Linked DNA regions of Zea mays: region 2 is linked to region 1. Evidence: chromatin contacts called from public Hi-C data. All regions are on one chromosome and are shown on one strand. Each heading gives the region's core, a stretch centred on a gene start, on an enhancer-like site or on the middle of the called end of the contact. The rest is flanking DNA. Distances are from core to core; before and after follow the strand shown.

Region 1 (5,640 bases), core at 1,507-4,006:
AATCTGATTTAAATGCTTAATTTTCTCCATAAATATAGGATCTCTTCAAGAGGCATACATCTAGTCTCGTTAAAACCAGTTTATGATATATACTGAGACTAATTATAATACACGGTGAAGGTATTTATACACTACGATACACTGTGTACAAAATATATTTTCTGTCGCATGCGCATAAAATTAGGATGGCAAGAACGTGAGTTAAAAGGAAATGGATTGACATGCATGGAAACAAAAATATGATTTTCAATGCTTTATTTCGTCCACAAATATAGGATCTCTCTAACAGCCATGCAGTTAGGCTCGTTAGAACTAGTTTATGATATATACTAATACTAATTATGCTACATGTGTAAGTTATTTATGTATCACGATACACTACGTAAAAAACAACAAACGTTTACATAAATGTGAATAGAAATATCAGAAACATACAGAAGATGGAAGGAGAGCCATGAACTGACAAAGTATCATAAAAATCTATTGACGTTGGCATAAATATGTATACAAAATCGCATAAAAATATGGTCGTCGATCCACCACCGCTCGCGCCTAGGGAAGGTCGCGCGTCATTGCCGACCGTGGGACGCCAGCGGGCGCCACTCCAGGGTACGCGCTTCCGAGGAGCCGACGTTGCGTGCGCCTCCCAGATCCACCATCGCGGGCGTGCCTACCAGATCCACCGCCGCGGGCGCGCCTCCGAGATCCTCGATCCTGGGGGAGTGCCCCCCGTCGCTCGGTCCTGGGGGAGCGCCGTCGTCGCTCGCTCCTGGCGTCGCTCGGTCCTAGGGAGGTCGTCGTCGCTTGATCCTTCGGGAGTGTCGACGCCGCTCGATCCTAGGGGAGCGCCACCGTCGATCGCCCTCCTCAGGGCGCCACCGTCGCTGGCCCCTGGGATTATCGCTGCTCGCACGCCCGAAGAAACCGTCGCCGCCGTTCGCTCACCCGAGGGAACCGCCGCCCCCGCTAAAACCTAATCCTTGGCGGCCTGGTGGTGTTTTTATAGTCGCTCAAACCTGGTGCGGCTGAACCGGATGGCACCATTGAGCCAGAGCTTCCTCTAATTATTGAAAGACTAGGGCTCCAAATATACAAACTATATATATATATATATATATATATATATATATATATATATATATATATATATTCATCCAGGGGCTCAATGCAATACAACCCATCATTCCACGCTTTATACAATATCTCCTTTCTACATGGTCGTGTTGCTCACGAGGAGATCCATCTCCACCGGGGGAAACACCCTTGTAGGATGTGCCACATGTTTGTGTAACCGCAACGTTTGTCTTCGTCATCGTTAAGCATATGATGCATGTCTCTCGCGCATGGTCTTCTTCAGCTATTCGAGTTCTTCGCCAACTTCAAGCACCACCGTCGCGCTACAGTGGCGATGTCGATGACCTTCTTCCTATGTGTTGTGGCTCTCCCGCCGGCAACTCCAGGAACCTCGATGTGTCGCCACGTCTATCTCTTCGTCTTTGTCCAACACAACCTTGTTGCTAGCATCACCATCTCATCCTCGACTACTTTGTTTACTCTTTTCGGGCAATCGTGAGTTGTGATGGCACTCCAGCGATACCGGATCACAACCGCCGTGGAGGTCTTCTTTTCTAGCCCCTTTAGGCGCTGACACATGGTTGGGACCGTCTCCCTTGTACGTCTGATATTGGAAACACCAGCGCGTTCATTCGTCCACGATGCGTTTCCAGATCTGGTGAACCTGGAGTACGCCTTGTCCATGGCGGTTTGACAACATCGTCCTCTGCGTTGGCTTCTCCTTCATCGACTACCGCGATTGTGTCACCGTCTTTGCCTACGACACCCTCCTTCTACGCCATCGTCAACCTGGTGCCTCTTGGCGCACCGTGGGCCTTCCCGCGTGCTGCGCCCGGGACTCGTGTAGTTTGGCTTCTTCGGCATTCTCGACAACTACATCGACCACAACTATCGACGCACGACACCTCGACAACGGCTCCACACCCTTGCACTCGGCTACCTCGATATTATCGATACAAAAGGTTATCATCTGCATGAGCTACTTCAGACTCCAATCACAACATTCACACCAGCGTTCCGACCACGGAGATATCTCCATTGTTCTCCACCTACCGGCTGGCCAAGGCCGCACCGACAGCCACGCTCGGCGAGGAGGTTCATACTGTTCGCATCCTGTTCCTATCCGTGACCATAATGCTGTTCGTATCCGTGTTCGTGGCCATCTATGTTGGCGAGCAGCACCTGTTGCCCAGCCGTTCGGTGAGCAGGGAGCAGCCGTTTGGCGAGCAGCAGCAGGTGTCTGCCTGTTCGCGTTATCCTGGTGGATTCAAAGTCCACCTTGAGCGTATAATTAATAAAGGGGTAAAATTATCTTGTTAGGGACAAAGTACACGAGATTAGATTACAAAAGGAAGAGAACACATTAAATAGCAGCTTAATCAATTAGAACATGTTTGTAATCCTTTTTTTCGATGCAAATATTTTGAGTGGCATTATTGTGAAGCACAATGTTTAGAGTTCTAAATATACAATTATCTCTTATTTGTCAGAGTATATCTAAATATACAATTATCTTTTATTTATCAGAGTATATTAGACAATTTTTGATATGGTTGATTTAGAATGGATTGGATGACCTTCCTTATCTCCAAACCATATTCCTAATATATTAATCCCAAAAACTCAATACAATACATCCCACCCTGCACGTATTAAACACAATATATCTCCTTTCTACACTATTTTCGTTTTGCCCTCGCCGCGGGTTGTATACTATAGGCTCGAGATCTCTATACGCTCTAGACGAAATCGTCTTCGTCTTCCTCCAATTGCAGACGAACAGTGGGATATCCCCTTACCAATGGCCTTCCACCCCGCCACGCTGTTCCTCCTCCTTGTCCTCGCCGCCGTCGCGCCGATCCCCTCCAACGCGCGCCACATCATTACTTTCGCCCCCTCACGCGCGGTCAATCCCGCGTCCCTCGCTTGGGACCCTACGGCGCAGCACTTTGTCGTCGCCGGCGGCGGCGATGCCGTCCTTTCCGTCTCAGACGCTGGGGTAACCGAATCGATCGTCTCCTCTGGCGCCTCTTGCGTCGCCGTCGACGACCGGCGACGCCGCCTCCTCGTCGCTTCCCCGGGATCCGTCTCCGCGTTCGATCTCCGCTCCCCGCGGCCGCACCGCCTCATCCTCTCGACGCCTGTTGCGGACCCCGCCCCTCCGGGCGGCATCGCTGTGGACCCGCACACCGGGAACGCCTTCCTCACTGTGGGCGCTCGAATCTACAAGCTATCCGTAGAGGGCGAGCTCGCCACGCTCGCATCCGCGCCGGCGCTCGGCTCCGTGCCCCTAGCCTCGCTCACCGCACACGTGAGCCGAGGCTTCCTGCTCGTGGGCCAGCCCAGCTCGGGCAGCGTCCTCCGCGTGGACATGGAGGACGGCGCCACGAGGACCGTGTCCTGCGCCCTCACGCCGACCGCCGTGGCGGTCCGGACCGATGGGGCGGTGGCGGTGGGCGGGGCCGCGGGGCTGCGCCTCGTCGTGAGCAACGACGGGTGGGCTTCGTGCGGGGTGCGGGACGAGGCCGCGCCCGCGCCCGACGGCCCCGTGGCCGCGGTGGCGGTGCGGGAGCGGCGACGGGTGTACGCGCTGGTTGGGGCGGCGGCGATGGACGGGGGCAACAAGTGGCGGATCGAGGAGGCCTCGTGGAAATCGGAGTCGGAAGGGGAGATGGTGGTGGTGCTCGTCTTCGTTGGCGTTGCCCTCACCATCTTCATGTTCTGGAGGTTCCAGATGCGGCAGCTCGCCGGCAACATGAACAAGAAGATCAGATAGTAGTACCAAATGCATAACTTGCCTTGTAGTCAATTGCTTTTCTCATGCCGTAGTTGGTGTAGCCTCCTGTGGATTAGACACGTTACTTATATTCTATGTATGATATGAATTATGAGTCGTTTGTAATATCCGCTGAAAATTTGTGTATTTCTGCTTGAGCCAAATTTGTGTATTTCTGCTTGAGCCGTACGAGATGAAATTTTCATATACGGTTTGAAGAACGTCTTGCAATTCAGGCAATTGCGGATGATATAACTAGTAAATATATTCCTCCTCATGTCAACATATTTTATTGTTTAGGGAGAATTACACTTACAAGTCGTTACCGGTTTTGCTATGACTTTTTACGACCGACCGTTACAGAGGTTTTTTCCTCCGTTCAATATTATAATGATGGAGGCCAACTTTGGTTGGTTAATCTGATCGGTTCATCGATGGTCAGCAAGTATGATGATTCTAATGATGATCTTGCACGTATTTCGTGTGTATCTCACAGGTAAACCCCGTGAATTAACTTGGGTCACGAGCGTGGTTTTAGTTGTATTGACTGCATCATTTGGTGTAACTGGTTATTCTTTGCCTTGGGATCAAATTGGTTATTGGGCAGTCAAAATTGTTACATGTGTATCCGAAGCTATTCCGGTAATAGGGTCCCTTTAGGCCTTGTTCGTTTCTGTCGGATTGGTGGGTCGGAACGATTCTTGACCGGATTGCTTCTCTAATTTATATAAACTTTGATTAGCTGGAACTATTCCGGGTGCAATCCGACGGAAACGAACAAGGCCTTAGTGGAATTATTATCTGGAAGTGCTAGTGTGGGCCCAGGGGCGGAGCCAGCCCTTATTTTGGGGTCAGATGACCCCGGTAATTTTTTGAATATCTAATAGAAAAACGGTGTTAATAACAAAAGTTCTATAGTAAAGATCCAGTAGATAATATTGATGACCCCGATAAATTATTTGCTAGCTTCGCTACTGTGTGGGCCAATCCATTGATAAGTTATTAAGGCAAAAACCAGGAGAACCGATGTTCTAAGTTAGCTACACTTTGTAATGGAAGATGCATGCTACCCTTACAGATTCGTTATGTTCGAAGATATGCAGTTTAAGATCTGCATTTTGTTTGGAAGCCTGCACCAGGCCAGAATCTGCTGGATACGTAAAAACTGGGCAGTTATTGACATATCTGGCAGATTATATATACAGCTGCCCAGCCTACTACTCTGGTTTCTCCGTTCTAATAGTTAAAATCAGGCCTAGTCATTGACAGTTAGGGCAGATTCCCACGTGTTCAGTTGTGGTGTAGAAAATGCATCTGATCTACTATGCGGGACGGCGCAATTCTACATTGTAAGATTGTCCGACCCTGTAAAATAGATAATTTATATTGTAGATTACACTGTTTATAAAATAAATTTTGAAATAGTGGATGAGATAGGATAACTGATGAGACAGCATCAGCATTGTCTAAAGATGTTCAGCATGTGTGGTTGGCTCAAGGTCACAAGGGTCTTGCAGCCTTCTAAATAAATTCCTGCTGTTAATTATATATTTCCTCGTTCTAAATAGTCTTTCTAGTCATTTTTTCTATCCACGTTCATTTAAATGATAATAAATATAGACATACTAATAAATATATAATTAATTTAAAACGAATTATATTTTAGAATGAAGGAAGCACGTTGCAATGATACAAATGGGGAAATACCTAACGGGATGATAGTTCGGCTGCCTTTCGGGATAGTGCTGCTGCGGCTGCTGCTATATTCATTATGCAAATAATCGGTATTT
Region 2 (6,278 bases), core at 2,229-4,728, 140 kb before region 1:
CTCCCTCCGTTTTTTATGTTTCGTATTTTAGTTAAAAAATAAACTAGTGAGTGACAAATATTCGAAAACGAGGTAGTATATGCTAGATGCTTTGAGTTTTATGTGTGGAATTGTATTGCGTGTTATAAACTTCTATTAATAAGTTCAAAATATAATTACATAGTTAATTGGTTTGTACAATAATGATTAGGTGTCATTTGAATCTCTAACAGGCGGTTGCATGAGAATTGGATAGGATTCGTGAGGATTAAATTTTTTATTTATTTTTAATTAGAAATGGTTTAATCTCCTTCAGTCCCCTTCAATCCACTTCTAACCAAACAAAGCCTTAAAAAGGGACAGAGAAGAGGTGTGAGGGATCTGCACTTGATTCACTCGTACTCTTTCAATTGCTTTCTACTCTTATCTCTTATTTGTTCCATCCAAGACGAAAACTAGCACCCACCATGCTTGGCACATTACGCGACCTTCGACTACCCCGGGCAAGCACTACTTTGGATGGCCATCGAGAACCGACCAATGAGTTAGAAAGTAGACGACCAATGAGTTAGAAAGTATAAAACATTGCTGAAGTTGTCCATAGTTTGTAGATGCTATTTTGGAAGATACATTTCATGGTGAAATGCTATTTCGGATCTATCAGATGGCCAATTGGTTGAAATAGTGTTGCATCGCCTACAATTAAGATAAGTGTCTTTTAAGGGGTGAATCGAGTCTATATTTTTTGGGTCGTGTGATCCTGACGAACTTCAGCACCTTAATAAATATATGGCGTTTATCACTGTGTTATCTTTGTTGGATTCATGTAGACTTCATATGGATTTACCACTACGACTTGCACTTTAACATTTGTTTTATTACATTCAAAGCTTTTGGTCCGTTCTTTGAATACAATTATTATTTGGCCAGACAGTGGCTTTGATGCTACAAACTTGTTTTATTCTTTAAACCTCCATTAATCACTAGTAGGTCCCCATAGCTGAGTGGTTGCCTCGGTTAAAGGTTAATAGAGACGATCCACATAAGGCAATTTAATAACCCATCAAGAAAGGTCGACATCATATGACTACCACCTCCATCATTTGTTTAACTAGATAGCAATGTAAGTTGTTTTGTCTCTGTTAATAACCTATTAATATAGATAATGCTACTATGAAAACTTTCTCCGTTAATGGCTCCATTAATAGAGGTGGTCAGTCTTAGGATGTTCTACTGCGTTAATTTGTAGCTGTAAAATCAAACCCCTAATCACTCCTTTCTTTTTTTTTTCTCCATGAGCTTTCCTATTCATTTTGATGAGGTTAGAGGCGGCCTGGAGCTTTAGAACTCAAAATCACAATGTTTTGAGGGTTAGAATTTGTTTATCTTGTATTTCTTGAAGGACGACATCGTAAGAGGTTGCTATGCGTTCTCCCAGCTTTACTTTGCTCTCTTTCCAAGTTTTGGATGATGTAGGACTAAATCTAATGGTACAAGAGACAGAAAACATATCTGTCGTGGTTTCGTAAGATCAGATAGCTATCTCGAACACTTGCAACTATCTGAAACATCGTGGCTTGGCATCTGATTGCAGAGGAAAAACATTCGACCCTGTAAGCAGAAACGTCGCTTCGCTGGAACGAGCGAGGTAGGGAGGTCTCTATGCACGGACGCTGCGGCGCCGCGCGTCCTTCGTTGGCTGCAACGGCGACCGCCTGACCTCCGACGTGGTCCGCCGTAGGAGCACCTCGGCCACGCAGATGTTGAGCAAGACGCCTCTCCCGCTCCCGCCTGCATCGCGGCGTCTCGACGACCCCGTCCCCGGTGAAGCATCACGGCGCAGCTTCGGCGGCGGCATGTTCAGTGGCTTCAAGATGTTCGGTGGTGGCTGCGACAGCATGGAGGTGATGTACGTGTCGAGGATCCGGCTGAGCAGCTGCAGCGGCGACGACCACCGCGGCGCGCTGGCACGGCGGCGGCGGCGGCGGCGTAGCCGGACGAACCTCCAGCCTCCCGAGCCGAGGACCGCTCGCCGTCCGAGCCTGCAGGTGCCTCTGCCCGGAGTCGTCGGCGGCGGTGCCCGCAGCCGCTGGTAGCCGGTGCAGCTCCTCCTGCGCGCCCCGATGAACCCCTCCTCCATCTTGTTTGCAACAGACCGCAGCAACGGCACCGCGGCACGAAAAAAAAAAGTACGGTGCGTTAGTTGTTGTGTGTGTGTGTTCTTGGGGGGGCATTTTTGTAGTGTGGGAGTGTGACGTGCGTACTCCATTTAATAATTGACTATCTTCTAGAATGAAACGTTGAACTCGTAGAATGGGAATTAGTGTGACACAAGTGCGCGCGCGCGGTCGAGCTGCTTCTGGGTCCATTCGTGCAAGCTGCTGAGTGCTGAGCGGGGATTGACCCGACCCGGTTGCCGTTGCCGTTGCCTGACGGGGCCGGTGGGTAAGACTAAGACCGAGTGCCGGGCCGGCCAATTACGCTGATGACAATCCAGAATTCCAGATGGCCACGCATCGCTCGACCCTGACCCTGCCTGTGCACCAAGGTAAGGTAAGCGGCTGACCGCGACACATGACACACGAGATGTTGAAGCTCCACTACCACACAGAGAAGGCCTTGGGCTGATGCGGTGTGTCATGTGTGAGCCGCGTGATGAGCTGCAGCAGACTTGGTCAGTTCAAGCACCCCGAACCCTACATAAACACCTTCTAGTTCTTTGTTGTTTTTCTTTCTTTCTTTTTTCAGTACGATTTGCATCGTCGTTAGCAGCGTTACGTGAACGAAACGCAAGGAGGAAAAAAACATCAGTAACCGAAAAATTTAAACAAAAAAGGAGCTGCTCGTCTGCTGGTTTTTTTAGCAGCAGCTCTATCTCATAAATTTAGTACACTGACAGCCAGCGACAACATGCAATGCAACCCCATTATTACCCCAACACGAAAGTTTGGTCGCCATACATATACTCGATTTACGTAGGCATTAATCGAACCGAACGACACGGCGCGACTAAAACAATCACTCAAGCCACAGCAGCAGAGCCAAGCTGGTGCTGGCGAGGGCCAAGCTGGCGCGCCCGCAGCCGCCGTGCCGCGGGGGCGCACCGGACTTGGACTCCCTCCTCCTGTCGTCCCGCGGGTACATCTCCCCCGCCGGTGGCCCGTACGTGGTCGGCCACGGGTACCCGTACGGCTGCGGCGGGTAGTACGCGGGGAGCGCCGGCGCCGGCGGCGGGGGCGGGGGCGGGGGCGGCGAGGGGACCGGCTGCGGCTGCGGCTGCGCCGGCGGTGAGTGGTGGGTCGGCGCCTCCGGCGGGGGCGGATACGGGTCCAGGTCGCAGACGCACATGAAGCACCTGCAGTCCTCGTCGGTGGCGATGCCCAGCACCCCCGCCGGGGACGCGAGCATGGTGACCACGACCGCTACCTGCAGCGGCAGCAGCATTCCGGGTTTCTCGTGCTACCCTTTCTTCTTCCAACTGGTTCAGTGAGCGATCACTACTGAACCGGGAATCCAAACCATGGGTATATAACTGACTTTCGAAAGCATGTGTGCTGGTGCATCTGCATGGCGTAGTTTTTCGTGTTGCAGGACAGGTGGAACGACTGCTCGTTTCTGGGGTTCGCGGTGTTCTGCTTCAGATTACCAAACCAAATTAACGCAGAGTGATTTTTTTTGTCGTCGCTTTGAGATGGTGCTTAATTTAATCACCTCTGTTGACTCGTTTTTTGCCAACAGCAACACCTCACTACCAGCCCAGGAGGCCAGGCCCAAGCGAAAGAGAAGGCCAAATCCGAACGTCGTTGGACCCAACTGGGTGTAGTGCTGACATATATAAATAGAGGGAGAGTTTGGTGTAGGGTATCTATCAGAAAAACTTGTAAACACTTCTACTGTTAAACATCTCGCCGCCTCTGCCTGTCTTCTGCCTATCCCTGCTCTGTTCTTCTACTCTTCCTACTGTTCAATAGTCTTGTTCCATAGTTACTGTTAACAAAGTGGTATCAGAGGTCCGATTCTGTTCTTCCAGTGCCAATTCCCTAATCCATCGGTCGACTGGGCAACGGATTAGGTCAGGATCGATCTCGAGTGAATCAGTGAGCTGCTGATTCCTTAGGGTCTCCTCTAATTCCTGTCCATACCCGGTCGATTTGTGGCGAATTCGGCCTGGAGCCTCACGAGATTCACCACCCCCACTTCACCAGATTTCGTTAGAGGTTAGGAGCAATGGATCCGAACATGAAGATTATGCTGGATGAGATGAAGGCGATGCGCGAGTCTGTTGACAACCTCCAAGGCTCGCTCACCCAGCGCATGGAAGGGGTCGAGAAATCCCTGGCGGAACGATTCCAATCTCTGGAATCTAAGGCGGCGGCATTTGGGGATTGGCAGCCCCGCGTCGAAGCGTCAGTGGAGGAACTTCGTCAGGAGGTCAGCGTTCTTCGCAAATCAGTGAATCGGGTCGTCCTTACTGCGTCCCATCCATCCGCGGCGGGCATCTTCACCAAGCCCGGGTCGACTTCGGCGTCCCCATCTGCCGGCATCACGGTCGACGGCCCAGGAGGGCACCACGATGACAAACATCACCGGGAGTCTGCGTTTGGGTCGGTGTACACCCATTCGCATACCCCGGTCACGGGTATGGAGCCTGAGCCTTCCCCTTCACTGCATACCTCTGATTTCCAGCCCAGTTTGTTTGGTCCGCATGAGAGATCGCAACATAATCATTCAGTTGGTGATCATACTCATATTCAGTCGTCTGATCTCTCAAATTGCCACATTCCCAAACTAAATTTTCCTTGTTTTGATGGGTCTAACCCAAAACTGTGGATCAAACGCAGTGAGGATTATTTTTACTTATACCAAGTACCACCTAATTTGTGGATTAGAATTTCTACCATGCAATTTTCAGGAGCCTCATCTGTATGGTTACAGTCTGTAGAAAAGCGTCTTAGAACCATAGCATGGCCTGAGTTCTGTTCTATGTTACTGGGTCGTTTTGGGCGTGATCAGCATGAAATTTTAGTTCGCCAATTTTTGACCATTAGGCAATCGGGTACTGTAGCTGATTACATTGAACAATTTGCTGGCCTGGTAGATCAATTGATTGCATATGAAAATAGCAATGATCCTTTGTATTTCATTATGCGATTCATTGAGGGATTAAGGTCTGATTTAAAAGCTGTTGTTCTTATTCAACGGCCGTCGGATTTGGATACTGCTTTCGTGCTTGCTCAATTGCAGGATGAAGCAACGGCCCATGAGGTGCACCGACGGCGTGATCAAGGAAAATCGGAATTCTGGTCCTCATGGGTGCATGCTGCCAAATCACCTTGTCCTATATCAGTGCCACCCAAGATGGATAAAGGTTCAGCACCCATGTTGACAGATGACAGACGGTATGGAGACACTGCTCGTGGAAGACCAAGTGATGACAAGCTGTTGGCTCTGCGTGCCTATCGTCGTGCCAAGGGTCTTTGCCAACGCTGTGCAGAGAAATGGTCTCGTGATCATAAATGTCCAGCATCGGTGCCCCTCACTGCTATTTTGGAGGTCTGGGATCTAATTCCGGAGGAGGACCAAGAAGAGTCCGAGAACAAATCTCTGGAGCCAGGTGAGCAGCTGTTTGTTGCTATTTCGGAGGCTGCTTCATTGGGTGTGGAAGCTCCCTGCACAATTCGGTTTGTCGGAACCATTCAGAACAAGCCACTTTTGATTTTGGTGGATTCAGGCAGTTCTCAATCGTTTCTGAGTCAACAGGTCATACAAGGGCTCGAAGGACTGTCACCACTTGCTGTTCCTGTGCAGGTCAGGGTGGCTAACGGTGCAACATTGTCATGTTCCACTCAGTTGTTGCAGGCTGCTTGGTCAGTGCAAGGCTATCAGTTTGTATCTGACCTCAAGATTTTGGATATTCCTCATTTTGACATGATTCTCGGTATGGATTGGCTCGAGAGGTTCAGTCCAATGAGAGTGCACTGGCAACAAAAATGGTTATCTATTCCTTATGCTGGTTCCATGATTTTTTTGCAAGGGTTGGTTCCTGAGTTGCCCATGGGGACTATCATTTCATTGCTTACTACATCTCCGGTTCCACCTGTGTTCCCTCCTGTTGGTTTACCTCCTAATATTCATCAGTTGCTCTTGGAGTTTGCTGCTGTTTTTGACAAACCAAGTGGTTTGCCACCTCCTAGGGCATTGGATCATGATATTCCACTTATTTCTGGTGCATCTCCAGTATCTGTGAGGCCATATCGCTACCCTCCGGCGATCAAAGATGAAATTGAGCGTCAGGTTCA

The links. Hi-C and Micro-C count contacts between places; a contact is called where the count stands out from the background.
Region 2: a contact with region 1 is called in a Hi-C map of leaf, with 2.7 times the contacts expected there. The contact joins the promoter of LOC100278180 here to the promoter of LOC100277766 in region 1. A contact is called at or near these places in 5 of 25 Hi-C or Micro-C datasets (ear, leaf and tassel) and 2 of 3 datasets of contacts at active chromatin or transcription factors (leaf and seedling).

What each region holds. Positions count from the first base shown.
Region 1 is chr3:229,464,774-229,470,413 of Zm-B73-REFERENCE-NAM-5.0, reverse strand. It overlaps LOC100277766, which reads left to right and starts at 2,756. Exons shown (of 1, transcript NM_001151252.3): 1 at 2,756-4,009. The coding sequence starts at 2,876. The coding sequence ends at 3,850.
Region 2 is chr3:229,602,670-229,608,947 of Zm-B73-REFERENCE-NAM-5.0, reverse strand. It overlaps LOC100278180, which reads right to left and starts at 3,478. Exons shown (of 1, transcript NM_001151539.1): 1 at 2,787-3,478. The coding sequence starts at 3,423. The coding sequence ends at 2,998.